Regions from separate parts of the Mus musculus genome. Here all the other regions are linked to region 2. The links are chromatin contacts, called in public promoter capture Hi-C maps. All regions are on one chromosome and are shown on one strand. Each heading gives the region's core, a stretch centred on a gene start, on an enhancer-like site or on the middle of the called end of the contact. The rest is flanking DNA. Distances are from core to core; before and after follow the strand shown.

What was found. Promoter capture Hi-C pulls out the DNA fragments that hold promoters and counts their contacts.
Region 1: a promoter capture Hi-C map of neural stem cells shows a contact between it and region 2. The contact joins the promoter of Ckmt1 here to the promoter of Ubr1 in region 2. A contact is called at or near these places in 5 of 39 promoter capture datasets (the HPC-7 cell line, embryonic stem cells, fetal liver and 1 more), 4 of 484 Hi-C or Micro-C datasets (B cells, LSK cells, embryonic stem cells and 1 more), 7 of 115 datasets of contacts at active chromatin or transcription factors (T-cell acute lymphoblastic leukemia, bone marrow-derived macrophages, embryonic stem cells and 2 more) and 2 of 9 other capture datasets (adipose tissue and pancreatic islet).
Region 3: a promoter capture Hi-C map of liver shows a contact between it and region 2, with 6 times the contacts expected there. The contact joins the promoter of 4931402G19Rik here to the promoter of Ubr1 in region 2. A contact is called at or near these places in 12 of 39 promoter capture datasets (the 3T3-L1 cell line, the HPC-7 cell line, cranial neural crest and 5 more), 10 of 115 datasets of contacts at active chromatin or transcription factors (the 230-238 cell line, bone marrow-derived macrophages, differentiating embryonic stem cells and 5 more) and 4 of 9 other capture datasets (adipose tissue, liver, macrophages and 1 more).

The regions. Positions count from the first base shown.
Region 1 is chr2:121,357,085-121,360,421 of GRCm38.p6, forward strand. Ckmt1 (creatine kinase, mitochondrial 1, ubiquitous) reads left to right here and starts at 1,526. Exons shown (of 9, transcript NM_009897.3): 1 at 1,526-1,917; 2 at 2,495-2,693; 3 at 2,861-2,956. The coding sequence starts at 1,766. It overlaps Gm33947 (a long non-coding RNA gene), which reads right to left and starts at 1,735. Exons shown (of 2, transcript XR_374934.4): 1 at 1,098-1,735; 2 at 731-831.
Region 2 is chr2:120,968,702-120,972,199 of GRCm38.p6, forward strand. Ubr1 (ubiquitin protein ligase E3 component n-recognin 1) reads right to left here and starts at 2,014. Exons shown (of 47, transcript NM_009461.2): 1 at 1,821-2,014. The coding sequence starts at 1,901.
Region 3 is chr2:120,468,076-120,471,458 of GRCm38.p6, forward strand. It overlaps 4931402G19Rik (RIKEN cDNA 4931402G19 gene), which reads right to left and starts at 1,292. Exons shown (of 5, transcript NR_040608.1): 1 at 1,245-1,292. The region is part of intron 1 of Capn3 (calpain 3); the gene reads left to right.

The DNA of each region.
Region 1 (3,337 bases), core at 276-2,775, 390 kb after region 2:
CTCTCCAAAAATAAGGAAGTTCCACCAGTAGATCTCTATTCTTGGAAAATGTGTTATTTTACCAAGAGAAGAGGCTTAAGTAATGGAGCCAAAAGTGAAATGGATTCTTTCTAAGGATACTCACCAATGAGAAAGGTCAGAAAGGAGACATATGGGGTGGGGACTTGAGGGAAATAAAGGAATGTATATTAGTTGGGCCAGTGGGGATTATGAAGGGTAATTCTTTTTCCCAAGTACTTTCTTACAACTTCCAAATATCTTACTGTCTTCTGGAACATCAGGAAGCTGAAGGTAGACATATTAATGGCAATATGTCTGCTTTGCTTTGGCTGGCCCTCCGCACCCAAACCTCAGGTCTCTATCTCAGCTTCAGCTTTCATTCCCCTTCCTGCACTAATAAAAGTCAAGTTGCTCCTAGCCCAGCACGTAGCTGTGGAAACAAACCCTCTTGAGTCTGAGTATGCACTTCGCAAAAGAGAGAGCGGACCAGGAAGAAGACAGAGACTCCCTGATGACCTTATGCCCTTGGATACTACCAGCCTTCACACTCCAGATTAAACTGCCTTAGCAAGCCAAGAGAGGAAGCACGAGTGGTTCGGGAGACCTGTGCCTGCCTGTTCCATTCCACACCCAGTCATCTCACCACACCCTCCTCCTCTCTTTATATTCCCCCTCCAGTCCAGGAACTGCCAGCTGCAGAGAAGAAGGAAGAGAAGGAAGAAGAAACTCACCATTCCCTGCCCAACCCCAGCCCCACACCCAGAGCAATCAACAGGTAGGCTTTCAGACACTACTCAGGAAGAGTCCTTCGAACAGCAAACAGATTTAAGCCTGGAAAAGAAGAAGAGAAATAAAAGATCAAAGGTGAAGCAGGGGTTAGAGTAGAGGAAAAAAAGAAAAAAAAAGCAGGTCCCCAATGAGAGGCAGGAAATAGCCAAGCTGAAGACTTGGAGGCAGTGAGTTTGGGAGACAGAATAGACAGGATAAGAGCCAATAGCTTTCTGATTCTTAAGGGATCCTTTCTCAATCTTATTAGGAAAGCATAGGTGTAGCTGGGAGTTCCCTGGTGCTCTTCCTGGTTCTTAGGGGAAGGTGACCTTGAGGCTGTGCTGTCTTTCCCCTGAGCTCGCTCAGTCTTCCTCCTCTATCTGTTTATTCTGTGGTTTTCCTGCGGCTGACTCTCCTGGGGAAAATGGAGAGATGGCGTGCAGATCGAATTCAGAAAAGAGGCTGGGCAATGTCAACCTCCCCACCCCCACCCCTAAAACCCAGAAAATAGACGGATTGGGTTTCAGATTTAAACAGAGAGGGTATGAAAGAAGGGGGGTTTCAGGTTCGGGAATCCCTGTGGTGCTGTCCTCTACTTAGTGCTGAAATCTGACCACCCTCATCCTTGGTGGGCGTCTGTCTCCAGCCTCAGGGAGTAAATCTCCGGTCTTCTTAATTACCTGGCTAGTGCTACCCAACCCCACCCCCGCACACCTAGCGCGGTGGCAGGCGGGAAGGCGGAGCCTGAGTGAGCCCCACCCCTGGAGACTGCGGCTGGGGCCTCCCTCTGCTCTGGCTGGCTCCTTGCTTCGCTGCGCTTCTCCTGCAGCCTGGTAGGCACCGGCTGCCACTTCAGCTTCAGCCTTCATCGTGACCCCTATTTTGGCTCCAGTCTCCGACCCAGCTCCGTCCTCTCTCTACCCGGTTGCATCTTCCCTCCTAGTTCCTGACTTGCGCCAGATCCTGCTCTGAATCTTTGTAGCCGCATCCCCAAGCCATGGCTGGTCCCTTCTCCCGTCTGCTGTCTGCCCGCCCTGGACTCAGGCTCCTGGCTTTGGCTGGAGCTGGGTCTCTCACCGCCGGGATTCTGCTCCGCCCGGAATCTGTAGGAGCTGCCGCTGCTGAACGGAGGAGACTGTATCCCCCGAGGTATTAGAGCCTGAGATGCACGAGGTGGGGGCTGGGGGTGGTAGTGGTGGTGATGGGAACCGAACAGGTAGAGAGGATAACCTGAGCAAAAGATAGGCCTCGAAGATGGATTTCCTGTACAGTTTGGAGATCCTAGCCCTGTAATGGAAGAACATGTCTAAGGACATGTCACCCGATGTCACTGCCTCCACACCAGCTTTACCTTTGCAAATTCTAGGTTCACCCACTGCCCAAATCCTTTTTGGATGACTAGAAGCTTTTTTTTTTTTTTTTAATCTCGACCTATTCTCCTTGTTCTCCCGAATTCTCCTGAGTCTCTCCCCTCCCCCATCTCTAATGTTATGCTCACTAGAGAAAAGCAACTCTGTAGACAAGGGGGAATTGAGGTGTTAGAACTATTAGGAAAGAAAAGACCCTGGAAATCCCTGAAGAGATTATCAAGATTTAGCCTACCTCTAATTCCCCCTCCTTCCAATAAGCAAAGCCAGACATGGCTCACTGGACAGCTCCCAGCTGACATCAGTAGGTCTAGGCTCCTGTGCCCTCCCTCCATGGTTACTGGGTACCCCCTTCCCAGCGCTGAGTACCCAGACCTCCGAAAGCACAACAACTGCATGGCCAGTCACCTGACCCCAGCAGTCTATGCACGGCTCTGCGACAAGACCACACCCACTGGTTGGACACTAGATCAGTGCATCCAGACTGGAGTGGACAACCCTGGCCACCCCTTCATCAAGACTGTGGGCATGGTGGCTGGAGATGAGGAGACCTATGAGGTAGGGGGCCCCTCAGAAATCCCAGTTCCTTCCTCCTAAAGATCCCTCATGTCTGTTCCCTCAAGACTCTGGATTGTCTATACTCAAACGTTCTGATCCAGTGATATCAATCTACAACTCAAGTGTTTCTTCTTTATAATCGCCTCTTCCTCTTAACTCCTTTTCAGGTATTTGCTGAACTGTTTGACCCTGTGATCCAAGAGCGGCATAATGGATATGACCCCAGAACAATGAAGCACACCACTGACCTTGATGCCAGTAAAGTGAGCCAAATGTGACACTTCCGATATGTGCAGCCTTGTGCACAATGTTCTGTATCTCCAATCATTACACCTTGTTTCCTGACTCAGGGTTAGACTGCTGAGCTTTGTATATTGATAAGAGAAAGAATTGCATATCTTGAAGTATAGCAGATAGGAGGACGTAGTGGATAAGAGTCTGGATAATGGAGTTGAGGAGAATCTGATCAAAGTACAAAATGGTGAAAGAATTTTTAAGAAGTGACTATGTCCTGGCTGGGTGTGGTGGCTCACACCTGTAATCTCAGCTCTCAGACGGCTCAGAAGAGCCCTCCTCCCTCCACCAAAAAAAAAAAAAAAAAAAAAAAAAAAAAAAAAAAAAGGCTGTACCCAAAGTGAGAAATG
Region 2 (3,498 bases), core at 764-3,263:
CAGGAAGTAGGATGAACTCTGGGGTCAAGCAAAAAGGGCTCAAGCCAAAAAATAAAGGCTTCACGGTCATCGGTCTGTATCCACTTACACCACCCTATCTTGAATCTAAGTTCTTCATCTTTTATATTATCTATAGGCTGAATTCCCTGAGGCTACATGACACCACTCCTTGCTTCTCTGTAAAGTTTAAAAAGCCTTGCCCAAAGAAATATATTATTCTTTGAAGACATGTTTGTTACAGATTCCTGCTCAATTTCTATACCATTTTTCCAATTCCAAAGTAATGGATGTTTTATGGTTTTATTAATGGGGTTTTACAGTGCTAGTGGGAAAGAATTAACATAGCAACGATTTAAATAAACATTACTCATCTTTGGCAATAGGAAACTACAACTATTCTGACTATAACGCACTAGATTACAAACAAACAAAAAAAGCACATGATTCTATCTATGAATCTTTTTTTCTATTTTTGTTTTTAGATGGAGTTTCACAGTCTAGTCCGGGGTTTGCCTGGAACTCCTGAAAGTAAATGATCTCTCTATCTTAACCTATAGCTCAGAAGAAGAGCCCTTGCCTAGCATGCATAAGGCCTGGAGTTTTCTCCCTAGCACTAAAAAAACCAAAACCAAAACCAACCAAACAAACAAACAAACAAACAAACCAGTTTATCTACTTGGAAACATTTTCTAGCTGTTTTCATCTAAGCTACATTACCAGTGGTGAAGTGAGTTTCAACTGCTTTTTGGGATGGAGGAGGAAGACTGCCAAGTGCTGATCTAGTGCATATAGTCTTATTCCAACTCTGTCCCTGATGGTTTTTTATCTTACAGACATTCTCTCTAGTCTCCGTGGTTGACTTATTTCTGAGTCATTCTCTTGTCTCATAAAATAATGTTCTAGAGTCTGCTGGGGTAAAGTAAGCCAAGAATGAGTTTATTAAAACTACAAACAACTTCACTAACAGGTATGTGTATATACAATGGGTTTGCGTGGGTGCGGGTATGTTTCCCACACTTTTCCATATGCAGCTATAGACAAACTGATAAAACATGTTGTGATCAATAGTGAGTACTTCCTAAGGACCTCCCTCCCTTCTAGTTATCTGAAGGGACCACATCAGAACATTTGTGAACATTACCCCACCTTTCAGCCTACTCTGTTCGTATTCTCCACGCAGCCAGACTGTTGACTCAATTTTATTCTACCTCTCCTTTCTCAGCCCTTCAAAAATCTAATAGCCAAGTATAGATTCCAGTATTCTCTCGTTTGAAATGTCCCTTCTCATATATAAAAGGCATGACAAATGACAAATTTCCCTCACTGGGGGCCAGATCGAAGGTTCTCAAGACGCTGCAATAATGGATATCTGGCCATGCCTTGCCAGCCGCAACACTCACTGCCACTATCAAGTCCACCCGACAATGCTATATCACACCAGGTGCTGGTCCGGGTCCCGATGCCTATCAACAAGAGGGGTCAGCAATGCGTCTACCGAAAAATGGCCTTCTCCAACCTCATCTCAGCTCCTACATCAAACCCACCTAAATGTGCACGAGTTCTTTCTACTTCAAAATAGAGACATGCGTGTCTGAGCACGTTGAGACTTAATAGATGACAGTCATTAAACTCCGTAGACCTGGCTGGCAGGAATGTGTGTAGGAGACGACTAACTTTATCGGGGGAGGGAGGGTCGATCCTTCAATCCTAGGACTCCCCTTCCCCAGTGCCGCCATAGAAAGCGGAGCCCCAAACCCTCCCAGGCGCGGTGGGAAGCTGTTGGTGGAGAGGACAAAAGGCGCTAGCAGATGAAGACTCACCGATGCCGGCCGCTGCGGGGCCAGGGGAGGCTCCGGGCTGACGTCCATCCTCTCGGCGCCGTCCATCTCTTCGTCCGCCATCTTAAGGGAAACGAACGCCCGCAGTTCCCGACCCCCGGCCGCCAGCTAGCGGAAACCTGTGGCCGGCCCGACGCGACAGGGACGACACTTTTACGACGGCCCCTGAAGTCAGGTTTGTCGCAGCACCCGGAGCGGCTTCCGGTCGGCTTCCCGGAAGCAGGCTGCCGACCTGCCAAGCCGGAGGTTTCCGCCCCTGATGGTTAGTTAGCCCTGCTCCACCAGGGCTGATCCCCGAGGGAAGACCTCACAGCTTTGTCGCCATCCCTTAACCCCGGGGCAGGGGTGGTGAGATGACAAAACCGAGAAACCTAGTCCATCCGTCGGTAAGGGAAGACAAACTGAATACATCCCCGTTATGGAATACCCCATGAAAAGAACAAGGTAGATGTACGGAAACATCGAGGGGAAACTGTTGCCACAGACTACAAATTCCTGCATTTGTGCATCTATGCATAGTGCGAAGGAATAGCTCTGAACCAAGAGAAAACACCCAAGGCCAAGACCAGGGTTGGAGGACAAAGGTGATAAAGAGCTAATTTAGTGTCCTCTGTTTTTGTTTTTGTTTTTTGTTTAGTTTGGTTTAGTTTTTACGAAACGAATAATAGCCTCCAATACCACGCATTCCTCCTACCTCTGCATTCCAAGTGACAGATGTCAGCCACCTGGTCCCTTTTTAAATTTATATATATACTTTAGCGACTTGTGTCTGTGTCTCTCTCTCTCTCTCTCTGTGTGTGTGTGTGTGTGTGTGTGTGTGTGTGTGTGTGTGTGTGGATCATGTTTAGAGATCAAAGGACAATTTGAGGGGATTGGTTTTCTACCATCTCACCTGCCATGGAAGTGGGTTTTGTTTTGTTTTTGTTTTTGTTTTGTTTTGTTTTTTTGTTTTTGTTTTTGAGACAGGGTTTCTCTGTATAGTCCTGGCTGTCCTGGAACTCACTTTGTAGACCAGGCTGGCCTCGAACTCAGAAATCCGCCTGCCTCTGCCTCCCAAGTGCTGGGGTTAAAAAGGTGTGCGCCACCACCACCTGGCTTTTTTTTTTTTTTAGATCTGTAAGGTCAAATTTTCTTCACATACACCAACCAAAGCAACACATGACTGACTATAGATAGAGGCAGAACTAAAACACACCTACCCTTCTATTAAATTGGAACTTAAGAAATTTGGAAATTCTCACATTTTGGATAACATTTGTTTACCGAGTTAATTTTCATTTTAAATGCTGTTTATGCCTGGTGTAATGGCACCCACCTTTAAGCACTCCAGAACCAGAGGCAGGTGGATCTCTGAATTCAAGGCTAGCCTAGTCTACTCCAGAGCTATGTGGTGAGACCCCATCTCAAAAAGAGAAAAAGAAAGGAAAAATGTTTAAGATGTTATATTGTTTACATGCCTGTAAGCCGGCATGGGTGACTTACAGCTGTAACGTCAGCTAGCATTTGAGAATATGAGGGTTCTTCCAAGTTGGAGGCAGCAGAACTATATAGTTCCAGATCAGTCTAGCTGCCGGTGAGGTCCTGTCCCAAAACAACAAAAAGCAGAACATGTTGGGTTACATGAAGCCCTGCATAGAAACTTTTAAGCTAGTTAAAAGTT
Region 3 (3,383 bases), core at 42-2,541, 500 kb before region 2:
GTTGATATATAACAAGAGTGAAAGGTAGACTGCACTGGAATTGGACTAGGGAAAGCCTGAGGTGCATGCACACACACACACACACACACACACACACACACTGCTCCTGCCATTCTCTATGGCCTAACAGCCACTGAAGCTGTGAAATACTTGAGACCAGTAACCTTTTGGGAAAGGGCAGACTTGCTCTGCATCCTGTCTTGAAGTGGCAGTGCTGAGCCAGCTTGCCAGTGTTAGAAAGCTCTGGAATGGAGAAAAACAAAGTGAGAGAAAATGCCCAGGCTTCACTGAGCTCTGGAGTGGGGGAGACAGAGGAGGAGACCCTGCCACTGAGAGGCTGTGGGTTGAAGACCTGTGTGAGTCTCCATGGATGCCCCAGGACCTCTCACACTTGGGAAGCATCCTGGCCACTCCACAGTGCCACTCAGTACAGCATGAAAACTGCTATTAAACACTCCATGTAAGTCCAGGAGCAAAATGTTGAAGAACAACTGTCAAAGGTCTGAGGTAGTTGGCTTTCCTCCTGACATGAAGAGTCAGAAGGGCAAAGGAGTTCTCCTTCCACACACACATGCTGTAATTTCCATATTGGAAAGCTTTTCATGTCTAGCGGGAAGTCATCTGGTTACAACCCAGACAACAGTAAAGGTATCCAGTGGTGTCCTCTGTTCCTCGGTTGTCACCCTATCTCTGGTTGCTTTATCAGATAGTCACAAAACGCTTGGGCAGGGGTTTATCCAGCTCAGGCCATTAGAGTCCTCAACTGCACAGCCAAGCCTCATTATCTAGATTCTATACTTGTTATTCTCCTACTTAAATTCATTGGTAACTTCCAAATCAATGCTGTGCTTCTGTGAATATTTGTGGACTTGCTCAGGACTCTGAAAACCTCAAGTCACCAGACATACTGGTTCCCAGCTGAGATCAAACAGTAGCCAACACATCTGCATCCTTAAGGAAGGGCTTTCTCCTGATTCCAGGAGGCCTCTGGGCTCTTCTGGGGCTCCACAGCCTCTAAAGTGAAGTCTATAATGGAGATGTCTTCCCAGCCTGGGGTCACTTAGTCAGTACTACTCAATTCTAAAATGAAGAAACACTAGGCTATATCAAAACAACAATTGTCCCCACATCATTGTGAGCAGATTTAGAGACAGCTGGACTCCAGGAGAACCTAGTCTACATAGAGGGACACCCAGCCCCAGACTACAAGCTTAACCACATAGCTTATTTCCCAGTGAAATTACCTTCCCAATGAAAGTGGGTTAGCAGGAGGTCTCTGCTTCCGATCTGTTATAGAATGTCTGCTGCCTTCTGTCAGACAGTTGAAAGGGAAGTTGGGTACCACACTAGCCACAAGAAGGAAGAACTAGGCCACAGTACACAGTAGTTTGAGACAGGATTTGAACAAGCAGACCTGGTGGGAAGCCTGGTCTGCTGCTAGCAGCAAGTCAGGAAAACGATCCAAGTTTCACTTTGCTTTTCCATAAAGGAGCTAAATGTACTCTCTGCTTAGCACGATACTGTGTGATGTCCCTAAAGTCCTAGCTCAGTGGTTCTCCACCTTCCTAATGCTTTGACCCAGTTCCTCATGTTGTGATGACCCCCAACCACACAATTATTCCCATTGCTACTCCATAACTGTAATTTTGCTACTGTTATGAATCATAATGATATCTGATATTTCCGATGGTTTAGGTGATCCCAAAGGGGTCTCACCCCACAAACTGAGAACCATTGTCTTAGATGCCTACAGTAAGGCAGTAATAGCCATTAACAAGAAAGCCCAGGACACAGGTTTTGAAACAAGGGGAACCAGAACTGTGCCCACCACTAAACCACGTGACTGACTACTCCTGGGTCTCAGCTTCCTCATCTGTAAAAAGCAAATGAAAACGCCAGCTTTCACTGAGTTCTGGAAGGATAAAACAGGATACTGCATCCAACATGTGCACACGTGCACACATGCACACACGCGCGCGCGCACACACACACACACACACACACACACACACACACGTAGCACAGTCAGTAAGTGGTGCTGGTGGTAACTGAAATGCTAATACTAACTTAGATGCTTGTTCTGGCTGCAGAGAATCACAGTAGCACCAAACCATCAACCCAGGACAGCAGAGGGTAGGGGAGGCTGCAACTGTTTTGGTGAAAGTGAAGGTTCTAGAAATAACAGTTAGGATTGCCTCAGCTCCTCCTGAGGGTCATGACAGGGACAGAGCTCCAGGGACCACAGTGAATACGTTGACATGACTTGGCAGGATAATGTAGAAAATGAGAAAGGCAGGGACAGAAATGACCAAGAAACCATGAAAAGATGCATTTGCCTTATAAAAAAGCCACAAATGCTTTCTGCACATTTGTATCGTTCTTTTTTAAATTACTATTTTATCCCTCCTCCTCTTCCTCTTCCTCTTCCTCCTCCTCCTCCTCCTCTTCCTCCTCCTTCTCCTCCTTCTCCTCCTTCTCCCGACTTTGAGATAGGCTGGCCTGGAACACACAGGTTTGCCTGCTTCTGCTTTCTGAGTGCTGGGGTTAAAGGTGTGAGCTATCAAGTCTTTTTTATTTATTATTATTTAGTGTGCATCTGTACATGAATCACATGTGAGTTCCTCAATCCGTGTGTGTCAGAGGACAACTCTGTGGAGTTGGTTCTCTCCGTCCACGCCTACATGGGTCCCAGGGTTTGAACTCAGGTCAGGATATAGCAAATGCCTGTACCCACTGAGCTGTCTCACCGGCCCTACTCATGTCGTTCTAAACACTGCTAATCTCTTTTGCTCTTATAACATGTCTTACTTCTGATTTTTAAATTTATTTCTTGATTTATGTATTTACTTATTTAGTTATGTGTGGGTGTGCACATGCATGTGCCCTTGCAATGCATCCAGACATCAATGTCAGGACAACGACCAGGACTCAGTTCTCTTCCTCTACCACGTGGGTCCCAGGAACCAAACTCAGATCATCAGAATTGGCAGCAGGTGCCTCCCCCTGCTGAGCCATCTGTCTGGCCCATTTATTTTTCTCTTTTGTTTTCTTAAGTATGTTATTTTAGTTGGGGTTTCTACTGCTGTGAAGAGACACCACAACCACAACAACTCTTATAAAGGAAAACATTTCATTAGGGCTGGCTTACAGTTTTAGAGGCTTAGTCCATCGTTGTCGTGGTGGGAACATGGTGACATGGTGCTGGAGAAGTTGAGTCCTACATTTGGATCTTCGGGGAGCAGAAGGAGACTCTGCCTGGCCGACCAGACTTGAGCTTAAAGACCTCAGATCCTGCCTCCACAGCAATGCACTTCCTCGAGGCCACACCTCCTAACAGCGCCATTCCCTATGGGCCAGGCATTGAAACATGTATCGTGAGGGCC